Regions from separate parts of the Mus musculus genome. Here region 1 is linked to region 2. Evidence: chromatin contacts called from public HiChIP or PLAC-seq data. All regions are on one chromosome and are shown on one strand. Each heading gives the region's core, a stretch centred on a gene start, on an enhancer-like site or on the middle of the called end of the contact. The rest is flanking DNA. Distances are from core to core; before and after follow the strand shown.

Evidence for each region. HiChIP or PLAC-seq counts read pairs in DNA pulled down with a chosen protein or histone mark.
Region 1: a FOXA1 HiChIP or PLAC-seq map of pancreatic cancer cells shows a contact between it and region 2. The contact joins the enhancer-like site here to the promoter of Upf2 in region 2. A contact is called at or near these places in 2 of 39 promoter capture datasets (embryonic stem cells and frontonasal cranial neural crest), 2 of 115 datasets of contacts at active chromatin or transcription factors (embryonic stem cells and pancreatic cancer cells) and 1 of 9 other capture datasets (adipose tissue).

The regions. Positions count from the first base shown.
Region 1 is chr2:6,114,926-6,120,586 of GRCm38.p6, forward strand. The region is part of intron 1 of Proser2 (proline and serine rich 2); the gene reads right to left. Among named protein-coding and RNA genes, the nearest start is that of Proser2, 12 kb to the right of the region's middle. Within about 2 kb of position 3,591, at least 68 of the 459 cell types and tissues checked have an H3K27ac peak or open chromatin away from gene starts, as enhancers often do. A contact at or near this core is called in pancreatic cancer cells, where this site is marked.
Region 2 is chr2:5,950,031-5,956,117 of GRCm38.p6, forward strand. Upf2 (UPF2 regulator of nonsense transcripts homolog (yeast)) reads left to right here and starts at 1,439. Exons shown (of 22, transcript NM_001081132.1): 1 at 1,439-1,523.

The sequences.
Region 1 (5,661 bases), core at 2,341-4,840, 170 kb after region 2:
CCGCCAAGGAAACGGATCATCAGGTGCTGAGAGCCCACGGGACTGGAGACAACCGTTTCTAGCTATCCATCTGACAGAGGAGCAATATCTAGAAAACCAACTCAAAATACTCAACAAGCCAGGCAGAGTGATGCATGCTTTTAACCCCAGCACTCTAGAGACAGTCAGGCTGCTCTGCACAGTGAGTTCTAAGCCAGTCAAGGCTACAGAGTCAGGCCTGGTCTCAAACAACAAACAAATGAAAAACTACTTAGAAACCTAAACAGAACAACACACACAATCAAAAAAACAAAAAACAAATAAAAAATCTGAGCATACTACTGTACAGAGGCCTCCCAAGAAGAAGAGATACAAATGGCCAATAGATATTTTCAGATACGTTCAACACCCTTAACTGTCAAGGGAATGAAAATTAAAACCATACTGAGATTCTATCTCACCCCAACTGGAATAGCAGTCACCCAGAAAACAAATGACAGCACCTCCCGGCAAAGATGAGGAAAAAAGGGACTTTTGTCCACTGTAGGTCAGAGGCTAAACTGACCCTGGGAATCAGTATGGGGTTCTCAAAAAACTGAAAACAGTCCTTCCTACCATACGGCTCAGCTGGGCCACTTCTAGGCAAATACCCAAAGGACTTAGAACCTGCTGTAGTGGTGGTTAATACTGCTGACAGTCACTGATCTAGTCACAATGGCTAGGAAATGGAATAGGCCTGTATGTCCATCTACATGAGTCGATAAGGAAAAAGTGGCACATTCGTATGCACCGGCACACACACACACACACACACACACACACACACACACACATGACATAAGAACATATAGATATTTTTGAGAGAAGATTTTACTGTGCATCCCTGGTTAGCCTACAGTTTGCTATGTAGACCAGGCTGGCCTTGAACTCATGGAGATCCATCTACCTCTGCCTCCTGAGTGCCTGAATTAGAGTCGGGCACCCACCGCATCTGAATGACTTTTTTTTTTTTTTCTTTTTGGTTTTTTGAGACAGGGTTTTCTCTGTGTAGCCCTGGCTGTCCTGGAACTCACTCTGTAGACCAGGCTGGCCTCGAACTCAGAAATCTGCCTGCCTCTGCCTCCCAAGTGCTGGGATTAAAGGCGTGCGCCACCAGGCCCGGCTTCTGAATGACTTTTATGAAGGAATAGAAGCATTACAAAAGACACTGGTGCTGGGACTTGGTAAAGTCAGTCTGGCATCTTCCTTTGCCCCGAGGGCCTCCACTCTTAGGCTCTGGTACATCTTCCCTTAGGCTTCCCTGGCCCGGCTGCCTGAGCTACCACAAAACAGGCTCCTTCTCCAGGTCACTGCACCTGGGGACCAGAGCTACGATGGTCAGAGGCATGAGGGATATCTCTAAGCCTGATGGGTGTCTGAGGCCCAAAGGTACTGCAAGTCCTACGGAAGATAGAAAATACTGAAGGTGACCCTAGCAAGGAGGTCATGTCCATATAACTTGTAGGAACAAAGGCATCCGCGGTTAAGAGCACTTATTGCTCTTCCACAGAAACCAGGTTTGGTTCCTGGCACCTACATCAGGTGGCTCACAACTGGCTAAACTCTAGTTCCAGAGGATACAATGACCTCTGGCCTTTGTGGGCATTCACACACACACACACACACACACACACACACACACACACACACACACACACTGTGCACATATACACAGGCACATACAAATACACAGATAAATAAAAATAAATATATTTTCAAAAAGTGTCACTACTGCATATATCATAGATGTATACACACAGCCCTACCCCCTTCAAATCTCAGCAACCACATGGTGGCTCACAACCATCTGTAACAAGATCTGACGCCCTCTTCTGGTGTGTCTGAAGACAGCTACAGTGTACTTGGATATAATAATAAAGTGCCAAACCAGGCATGGTGACACATGCCTTTACTTGCAGGCAAGTCTCTGAGTTCAAGCCCAGCCACATCTACAGTATGAGTTCCTGGGCAGCCAGGGCTACCCAGAGAAATCTGTCTTGGAAAAAGAAAAAGGAAAAAAGAAAATGTGACCCTGTAAGGTAGTTAATTTTCTGACTTTCTTTGCAGATTACCTATCTCAGAATCCTAAACATCAAATGAGTTCAGTAAAATATTCTAAAAGACCAGAGAGACAACAATGAGGAGCATGCTTCCAATGTACTGAGTTAACAGGCGCAGCCATTTGTGCAGACAGTCAATCAATGCAACCCCTGCAAGGGGATTCGCTCAGGTGGCTGAGTGTGGCAAGAATCTAAGAACAGATTTCAAGAGAGATCGCCCACCCCATTTCTCTTCATGTCTTCAGTGATTAAGTCCAGGTCAACTCAAGAGCAAGGTTAGGAAACCAGAAGAGTGAACACATGTGGGAAGCCACATATGCCATTACAAGGTGGTGCTGGCTACTGCTGACCACCACGCATAAGGTTGGGTAAACAACCAATGTGTACATATGCAGTAAAGTTTTTTGCCAGGTCACTGCCTGGCCCAGGCATGTTAATGAGGTTATGTGAGGTACTGAGATTATAACCAATAGGATGTGAGACATGCAAATGAGGTAGTAAATGCATAACCAATCCAGGTGTGAGACACGCCTCTCCTAGGCCTATATAAGCAGCACCAGTTCTGGGCTTGGGGTCTTTCACCTAAGCAGTCCATGATCTCCCAATAAACGTGTTGCAGAAGGATCCTGTTGTGGCGTCTTTCTTGCTGGCAAGTCGGCCGTCTCACAAACACACTCAGCTTTTAGAAGATACCATTACATCAAATAGCATGGGGAAAGACTCAAAGCGTCCAAAGTCATAAGCAGAGAGAGAGAGAGAGAGAGAAGCACAAGTCAGAAACCAGCCTAAACTATATAACAAGACCCTGTCGCAAAACAAAAACTAGGAAGGCTAGATGTAGTGACCCACACCTGTAGTCCCAGTACTTGGAAGGCTGAGGCAGGAGGATCAGAACCAAGGCCCCAGCTCCATAGTGAATTGAAGGCCAGCCTGGGCTATATGTGAACCTATCTCAAAAACCGTAACCAAACCACCACAAGGGCCAAAGGCTTTGAAAACCATTTAATAACATGTGGCCTTTAACAGTAACACAATTATATAAATATCTAAATAACTAATAGCATAAAAGTCAGGCTTTCAGATAGATACACAGGTCGAACTCCAATGTAGTAAGTCTCAAAAAGTCAAACAGTTAGCATGCATCTAGTGACCCCGCAGTGCACAGTGCAGACCCACAGAGAGTGCTGACAACAGGGGCCAGCGCGCAAGCAGCAGAGCCCAGCAAAGGTAAAGAGATGCCTGTGTTTCAGCTATGCTCCTGGACTCAGGCTGGAGTCAGGCTAAGCGAGCTGGCCCAGGCAGTGAAGGCAGGCTAATTCTTGCATCCTTCCTGTGGATCCCACCCACTTGACTCAGCTCAAACTGGGTCCTGACCCGAGTGAATCACAGCTCCAAGGAAAGGGGAGGGGCTGGCGCACACCAGCCTTCAGGAGTCAGCAAGGTGAGGGCGTGCAGGATAGGAAGTGCTGATTCACCCACACAGTTCAGAACTCCCCAGCCTGTGAGAAGGCTCTGGAACTGTGCCCGTCTGGGCAGGGATGGCAGCGGGCAGCACGTGGGCCCTCACGGTGTGGCGGGGAGGTGGTGACTTACCACCGTGCACTTCCAGGAGACACCTTTTGTATGTGTTGCTATAACTCTAAAGGCTAAGAAACTGTACGTTTAGCTTTCTGAAGGCTGTTGTCTCTCACATTCTGTGTGTGAGGAAGCTAAGCAGGATCTTCTACGAGGCCAAAGTAGCAGGAGAGAGCAGGTGAAACCTTGGTTCCACACGCCTCCTGGACGTTAACTGTTGATCTAAAGGCGGGAGCAGAGACAATCTCCACCTGGCCGGAAATGGTCCCTGAGATAGGGACCCTTGAGCTCGAGCAGACTGACAGCGCTGAGCACAGCCATAGGTCTGAGGGTCATTACCACTTGGAAATATCTACTGTCCTTGTCCAGTCTAGGGTCTCTGCAGTAAGGGAGGCTAGGGGGAGCAGAAGGTACTAAGAAACCGACTCTTCTCAGGGTTGCAGGGGTGAAGAGCAAGCATTGGAAAAAAAACTCAAAAGACCAGAAATACAACCAGGTCTCAATGTTTTTGGTGTTTCCTGTGTTTACCTTTGAGCAAGGAGAACAAGGCCAAGGTCATTCATTCATCATCTTAGTGAATCTTCATCTGCCCAGACTGCTTTAGTCTGGAGGACAGCAGCCAGCTGAGGGGAAAAGTCTAACAGCTCTTGAGCTGTGACTGTAGAGTCAAGTGATGTCCCCATCCCCTCCCACCCCACCAAGCTCTGCAGTGAGTTTGCTTGACCACCCTCCCCCCCAAATGCATCTCATTTTCTTCTTACTGCAACATTCCAGAAGGATGTTGCATGCTGTAGAGGGTAAGCCTACTACCTTCCTTACAGCACCCGACTGCTTGTCAATAGCCAGTAGACACACACAACCCAAGCGACCACGTCGCGCCACTGTGCACCTGAAAGCTACTGAGCCTGTGGAATCCCCACAGTGAACTCTCTCTCAAAGGCCCATTCACAGGCACAAAACTCTGCTCTCAGGCACTGCTGGCTCCTCCCGCCTCCTGACACTCATATCTAGCCAGTCTTGCAGAGTCTCCTTACTTCCAACAGCAAAACCACCATTTCTTTCTGGCCCTTCCCTAGTACAGACCCATTGCTGCCCACGCTGACCTACTGCCAACCCACCATGCCCATCTTGATGGTCACCTGGCTTCCTCTACTTTCCTGGAGCTATTACACCGGATCATACCACTCGGATGTCACGACTTCGGTAAAGCGATCAACTCTAAACCCCTCCTTCCAGACTTCACAATCAGATGGACTGCAGAGGACTTCAGCAACATGGTTAAAGATGTGATCTCAGCAGTGTTTACACTACAGTATACCAGGATAAAGCAACCTCATAACATACGTTCCACTGATCAGGCATGGTGGAGCTCTCCCATAACCTTGGTACTCAGGAGGCTGAGCTAGAAGACAGGAGGATGCAAGGCCATCCTGAGCTACCTACCCAGATTCCATCTATACACGACAAACATTCTTTTCATTTTATAAAGAGAGATGGAAACGGCTGACATACTGGGTCACAAAGCAAGTCTTAGCACATTTCAATACTTACAATGCCAACAAAGATAATTAGAAGAATCCACCCATATAGCCATAAGAACTGAGTCCTGGGGTTAGAGAGATGGCTCAGCTGTTAAGAGTTCTTGCTGTTCTTCCAGAAGACCTGAGTTCAGTTCTCAGGCCTCATGTTGAGGACTAATGTCCTTTTCTGACCTCAGAGGATGGACACACACACACACACACACACACACACACACACACACACACGGCACATACATATAAATATACATAAAGTCTAAAAAATACCTTAAAAACGCGGTACTAAATAACTCTTGCAAACTATTTATATTAGAAAGTATTTTGAGCTATGTGGTAGGAGGGACGTTAGAAACGGTCCCAGGATGCAGCCAACGCTTGTGATGTCAGAAAAGGAGGAAGAAACATAATGAGCCGAATTCATCCCAACTTTAGCTGGGCAGGACCAAAAAAATAAACAGAGTGGATCACAG
Region 2 (6,087 bases), core at 189-2,688:
TACTCCGGAGGCAGAGGCAGGCGGATTTCTGAGTTTGAGGCCAGCCTGGTCTACAAAGTGAGTTCCAGGATAGCCAGGGCTACACAGAGAAACTCTGTCTCGAAAAACAAAAAACAAAAAGCTTCTCATAATTACTTATCAATGGCATAGAGTGGCAGCATTCACCTCTCCCTCCTTCGGTGCCCTTTACGTGATTGACCTATTGGTTGTTTTGAACAAGAAAAAATTAACCCAGGAGGTGCACAATTTGAAAGAGAATTTACTTGCTAATAATGAAGTGGGCAGGGAGAAAGCAAATGGGCAAAGGCTGAATAAAAAGGGGGCAAAGACATCTCAAGCACTAAGGTTGGTAGCAGATCATTGTACGGGCTTGAACACTGATGAATCCAGACTTGTTTTGCACCTTTGTTCCTTTGGCTATGGGCCAACCAGAGCAGAACCATATGTACATCTAAGCAGACCACAATCTGAACACGAATCGGAGGTCAGAAGCACATTATATCCACTTGGGAAAACAGGTTGAGCAGCTGATAATGCACTTCACAGTCAATTTGGTTCAAGTTCGTAACCCCATCCCTTTAAAAACGGGGCGATTTCATTCCACTGTGAAAGTTATAATACTTACAATAGAGGGCTTTCTATATTTTCCAAATGGGAAAAGCCTTGATTGCTCTCTATTTTAGCTGTTTTTCATGTCCAACACCTTAAACCGGTTCTGGAAATTCCCCCACCAGTCTACTCTACCTCTACCTTCCTCAACAGCCATGTTCTTTAGCTTTTCGATTTTTTAAACCTTCAACCTTTCGGTATTAGTCCAATCAAAGTTTGCCTTCTTGAACCCGTTCCTCACGTTCGCATCAGGCAACCTTCGGAGAACTAAGTTACCAACCTTGACCTCGACAGCGCCCCGTAATTCTACTATCCCACCACTCTTCTATGCCTCCTTAGAGTTCCGCCCCGTCTCATTCTCGCTCCCCCCACCCCCGCCCCCAGCCGTGAATCGCTTGCGCCTGCGCATCTCCAATTCAGGCGCTTTCCCTTTCCTGACGACCAATCCACTTCCCGCCTCCGGTCCTTGGAACACTCCTCCCCTCTGCTGGGGCCCTGATTGGAGGTGCTGGAAGCGGTTGTCCTATTCATTGCCTGTACATAAAAATTTACAGATAGGAGAATTTCAACGAATATCTGAAGGAGAAGCACATCCTCGAGATTAGGTATAGATTGATCACTTCTTAACCCAGACGAGGGATTGAACACATAGCGAGGGACCGGAGACGAAGGTCCATTTGGACTAGGCAGTCGTGCGGGCAGCCTTTTCCTTTTCCCTCTGCGCTCCGCCCCGCCCCCCTAGCAGCCCGGCCGCGTTGGTGAGTGGCGGGCGGGCGGGCCGACGGGCGGAGGGAGGAGGGGAGCGGAGGGAAGGCGGGCCCTCGTCTGCGAGAGCGGCGGGGGGAGGGGAGGGGAGCCCGAGCGCTGGAGTTGGTGCTGGGAAACCCGGGGCTAATGTTGACAACAGGCACTAGGTGAGTTCCGGGGATCCTCCTTCCCCCTCCACTCCGACGATAGGGACGAGCTGGTGCGGAGGGCTACCGGTCCGGACTCCTGCTCCCCGAGGGACCCGAGAGGCGACTCCGCACTCCAGCTCTCCGGGGGCGGCGAGCAGTGGAGGGACGAGCGGATCGGACGTCGTCCTCCTCAGACCCCTCTCCCGGAGGCTCCGGTCAATGTGGGGGGGATGTCTCGGCCCGGCCGAGGCCGGCGTGAGGGGCGATAGAAGAGGTGTCTGCCCCGCATGCCTGGGCCCAGCGTCGGGGCTGGAGGCGGAGGAGCCTGCCGTGGAGGGGGAAGGTGTTCGGGGGCGTGGAAGAGTGCGAGGAGAGGCTTGGGGCGAGCTCGGCGGTCCGGAGGGAAGCGTGGACGAGGGAGCGGGGAAGATGTGGAGTAGGCAGTCGAGCTGGAGAGGCTGCAGTCTGAGGGAGTGTGGGATGAGAAGTTAGGCTTGGGGCTTAGATGTCCCCACGGAATAGGAGTTGTGGACGGGAAGTGTGTCAATGGTGGGACCCTGAGACCCAGCGGGGGTTTGTGGGAGATTTGTGGGTGATGCGTGTGCAGGGGAAGAGGCTTGGAGCGGACCTGCGGATGGGGGGCAACGGGGCTGTTCGGGTTTACTTCCTTTTAATCAGGTAGGATGGTTGACTGTTCGACTCGAACTCAAGGCTTTCATTACTTCCCTTACAAGCAAGTACTGTTGAACTAAAGAGAAGCCTAGCAGAGGCTGCTTACAGGTTTGGGGGTACGCATGGAAGCGAATAGCCTTGCTCTTAGAAAACCTTAAATGTACCGATTGACACATTAGATGAAAATAAGACTGTTACTGACCCTTCTCATTTGTCATAGTTTTTAGGGGTTCATAAAAGTCGTACAGATCGTCAGGAAAGCCACTTTTGAGCTGTGGTGAAATCTCTGAAAAAATTTGAATAAGTCTCGTACATATATAAGGATTTTGTAAAAGAATAAACTCAGAAACCGGAAGATATCTCTGTGCTGTTCTACCTTTAGAACATTTTGAGTTCAAAACACAGACTTGAAAGGTAAACCAGCATTCTCTTACTCTGTAGTGTTTTCAGAGCAGTCTGATTGTGATTTCATACATAGACCATATGGTACTTAGCAAACTTATAGCTGTATTAGGGGACACCTCCGTTCTCTGTCCTCTCTCCAGGACACTGCATTAGAGTCTGTCTTACTAGTAAAACAGTTTTTACTTTCTTTTGGAAGTTTAGAATGTACTTAGAAAGGCAACTAAAATAATACAGACCAAGTGCCGGGAGCGGTATTTTGGGAGCTAGAAAGGTGGTTTTCAATCATACTTTCCTTTTAAGGGCTGTCTGAGTACTTAGCAGAGTAGTTTGTAAAAGTTGATTCTATTTCAATTTCAAGACCACTAATTTTTATATTCACTTCTTTAATATAATATTACATGGGAAATTTGGAGACACTCTAGGTGAATTATTTAGCTGTTATTAAATAAGAATCTAGTGCTTTTATTAGATTTAATTTATTGAATTTAAATTGACAGATTACAAGTGTATTGTCATTGGATTTGTGTTTCTTTTCTCTTCTCTTCTCTTCTCTTCTCTTCTCTTCTCTTCTCTTCTTTCTTTCTTTGTTTTTTGAGACAGGGTTTCTCTGTCTAGCCCTGGCTGTCCTGGAACTCACTCTGTAGACCAGGCTGGCCTCGAACTCAGAAATCCGCCTGCCTCTGCCTCCCAAGTGCCGGGATTAAAGGCATGCGCTACCACTGCCCAGTTTTGTGTTTGTTTGCTAGTGTACTTGGTTTACACAGTCCTGTGAGTGTGAACATAGTGGAAACGAGCCCTGGGTAGCTACGGAAGCACTTGGGTAGTGTTGGGCAGCTTGTATTGTCTAACACTCAGCGTAACCCTGAAGCTTGGAGGGTAGAGCCCCATAGTCTGTTTAATCCTAAAGATCACTCATCTAGTAATGGCCTTTTCAGCGTCAGGCCTGAAAGAGAGCTGTCATTTAGTGTCTTTCTTTCTTTCTTTTTTTCCTTTTGTTTTGTTTTTCGAGACAGGGTTTCTCTGTGTAGTCCTGGCTGTCCTGGAACTCACTCTGTACACCAGGCTGGCCTCGAACTCAGAAATCCTCCTGTCTCTGCCTACCAAGTGCTGGGATTAAAGGTGTGTGCCATCACTACCCAGCATTTAGTGTCTCTCTTTATGGTGGCTACTGTGCTATAGGTTAGTAATTCTTTAAGATGGGCAGCAACAGCTTCATTTTATTGGCAAATAATTAAAATAAACAGAAGTTAAGTTGCCTGATTTCCATAGCTAGTAAGATACAAAGCTGGGACGCAGACTTAAGGCTGACTTGAACACCTGTTCTGTTTGCTCAAGTGGTATTCCTGCCTGGACTTTAGTTATAAGTTTGTTAGCTGAAATTTGGTTCTGATACCAAGACTTGCAGATCTTTTTGGGAATCTGTTTTACCATCTTCAGAAACAGGATTTGTCTTAATTTGTCACTGACTGTTACTGTTTATTAGTGTGGTAGTTATTTACATAAACTAAAAAGTGAATATTGGTGAGTCGTGAAAGTTTGGGACCCTGATGAGCTTATAAATGATGATCATTCATGGATTTGTCAGATAAAGAGTGAGTTGATTCTATGGAAGAATTTTAGTTTTGTAAGGAACACTTTAGTTATAAATTCTGATGTCATTTTTGTTGTCTGAGAATTGTATGTTCTTATAATCTTGAAATATCTTGTTACTTCAAATCACAAAATTCAAATTCCATAAATTTTTGTTGCATATAATGATTAATACCCTTAAATAAGATTGTGCTGTTACCTTAAACATTACATTGTCTCCGTACGTTCAGCCAGAGTGTGCCAGTAAGTTAACGTTATGTTGCAAGTGCTTAGCCATTATCAGAGCTTCCCGCTGAGATTCATAATTCTATGATTTGTCATAGTCGGGTGTCTGTGATCAAGTCTTCCATCACATAGTTTGGTACTCTGAGGGTTCTTAACTTGGCTGAAGACTGTGAATTCACATTCCAGTTCTATCATCAGCTGTGGGGACCCTGGTCAAGTTACTTGGTTAAGTCTCACTTTACTCATTTATAAATAGGGAAAATAATACCCTCCTCATAAAAATTTTAGGATTACATGAGATAATGTACATAAAATGTTTAGTATGGCTCCTGTGACTAGATACTGGTATTATACTGTTTGAAGGTTTGTTTTAGAGAGTGGTATTTTCACATTAAAGGTGGACATATACTGGAGAAAAAGAAGGTAAATAAGAAGGGAGGCTGAAGGAAGGTAAAGGCTGACAACTAGGCTGTCTGTGTACCTTCAGAATTCTCCTGGTCTAGGCTGTCTTTCTGATAATATTTAACTCTAAAGTAATAAATTCCTTATTTATTTATACTTTATTTATTATTGCAAAGGCTTTAGCTATTAACCTGGGATTTCTTGCTATAAATTTAAATGCCATACTTGAAAATATTTAAGAATACTTGTATATCCTTAACTTTTACTAAGACACCAAGAAGTTTAAATACTTTTATACTTTGTAAATAATATTGTGAATTTTCTTGTATGTAACTTGCAGATAATTTAGAAGTTAAAACGTAAAAGTAGTGCCCCAAAAAATTGTGTGAGATAACTAGCTCTAGGGTAGAGAAATATATTTTCTGAGAAGTTACTACATTTTAGTGAGATATACAGGTTTTTTCTTTCAGTATCTGTAGTTTCCAGTTAAGGATGTGTTTGTTTAGCGCTGTCCAAATAGCACTTTCTGTGATGGTGGAAATGTTTGGTATCTGCACTGCCTTGCTTGGAAGCCACTGGTCGTGGGAAGTTGAACACTTGAAATATGGTGGTCCTGAGCAGCTGAGTTACAGGTTTTATTTAAGCTGCATTCATGGATAAGTGGCTTAGTGCAGCAGTTTCTCAGCCAGTGGTGCTTCTGTTCCTCAGAAGCATCTATTGCTGTCTGGAGTAATCTGTTGTCATTGACTACACAGGAAGCACAGACGTGCTTAGCTGCTGCAGGTATATAGGACAGCCTTTTGATTCCACAAAGAATGAATTATCTCGTAGGCTGGTAAACATGTGGGCAAAAAGCCCGAGTTTCATTTCTAGCACTGCTAAACAAACAAAAACACCCCAGAAAACACCAGACTTACTCAAAATGATAATAGTGCTGAGGTTTGGAAACTCGTGGCCTACTGGCCACCCTACTGACTGATACAGAACAGAACATACAGGTCTTATTAATCATTATGTTTATAAATATTGTCTTGTACTAATGAGATTGAAGGCCTGCTCTAATTTGAGAGAGTACATTTTTTTATTTTAAAAGTTTGTTAAGAGCCAGGTGGTGGTGGTGCACGTCTTTGATCCCAGCACTTGGGAGGCAGAGGCAGGCGGATTTCTGAGTTTGAGGTCAGCCTGGTCTACAGAGTGAGTTCCAGGACAGCTAGGGCTACACGGAAAAACCCTGTCTCGAAAAACCAAAAAAAATTTTAAAAAGTGATAAGATTATAGTAATGGGGTA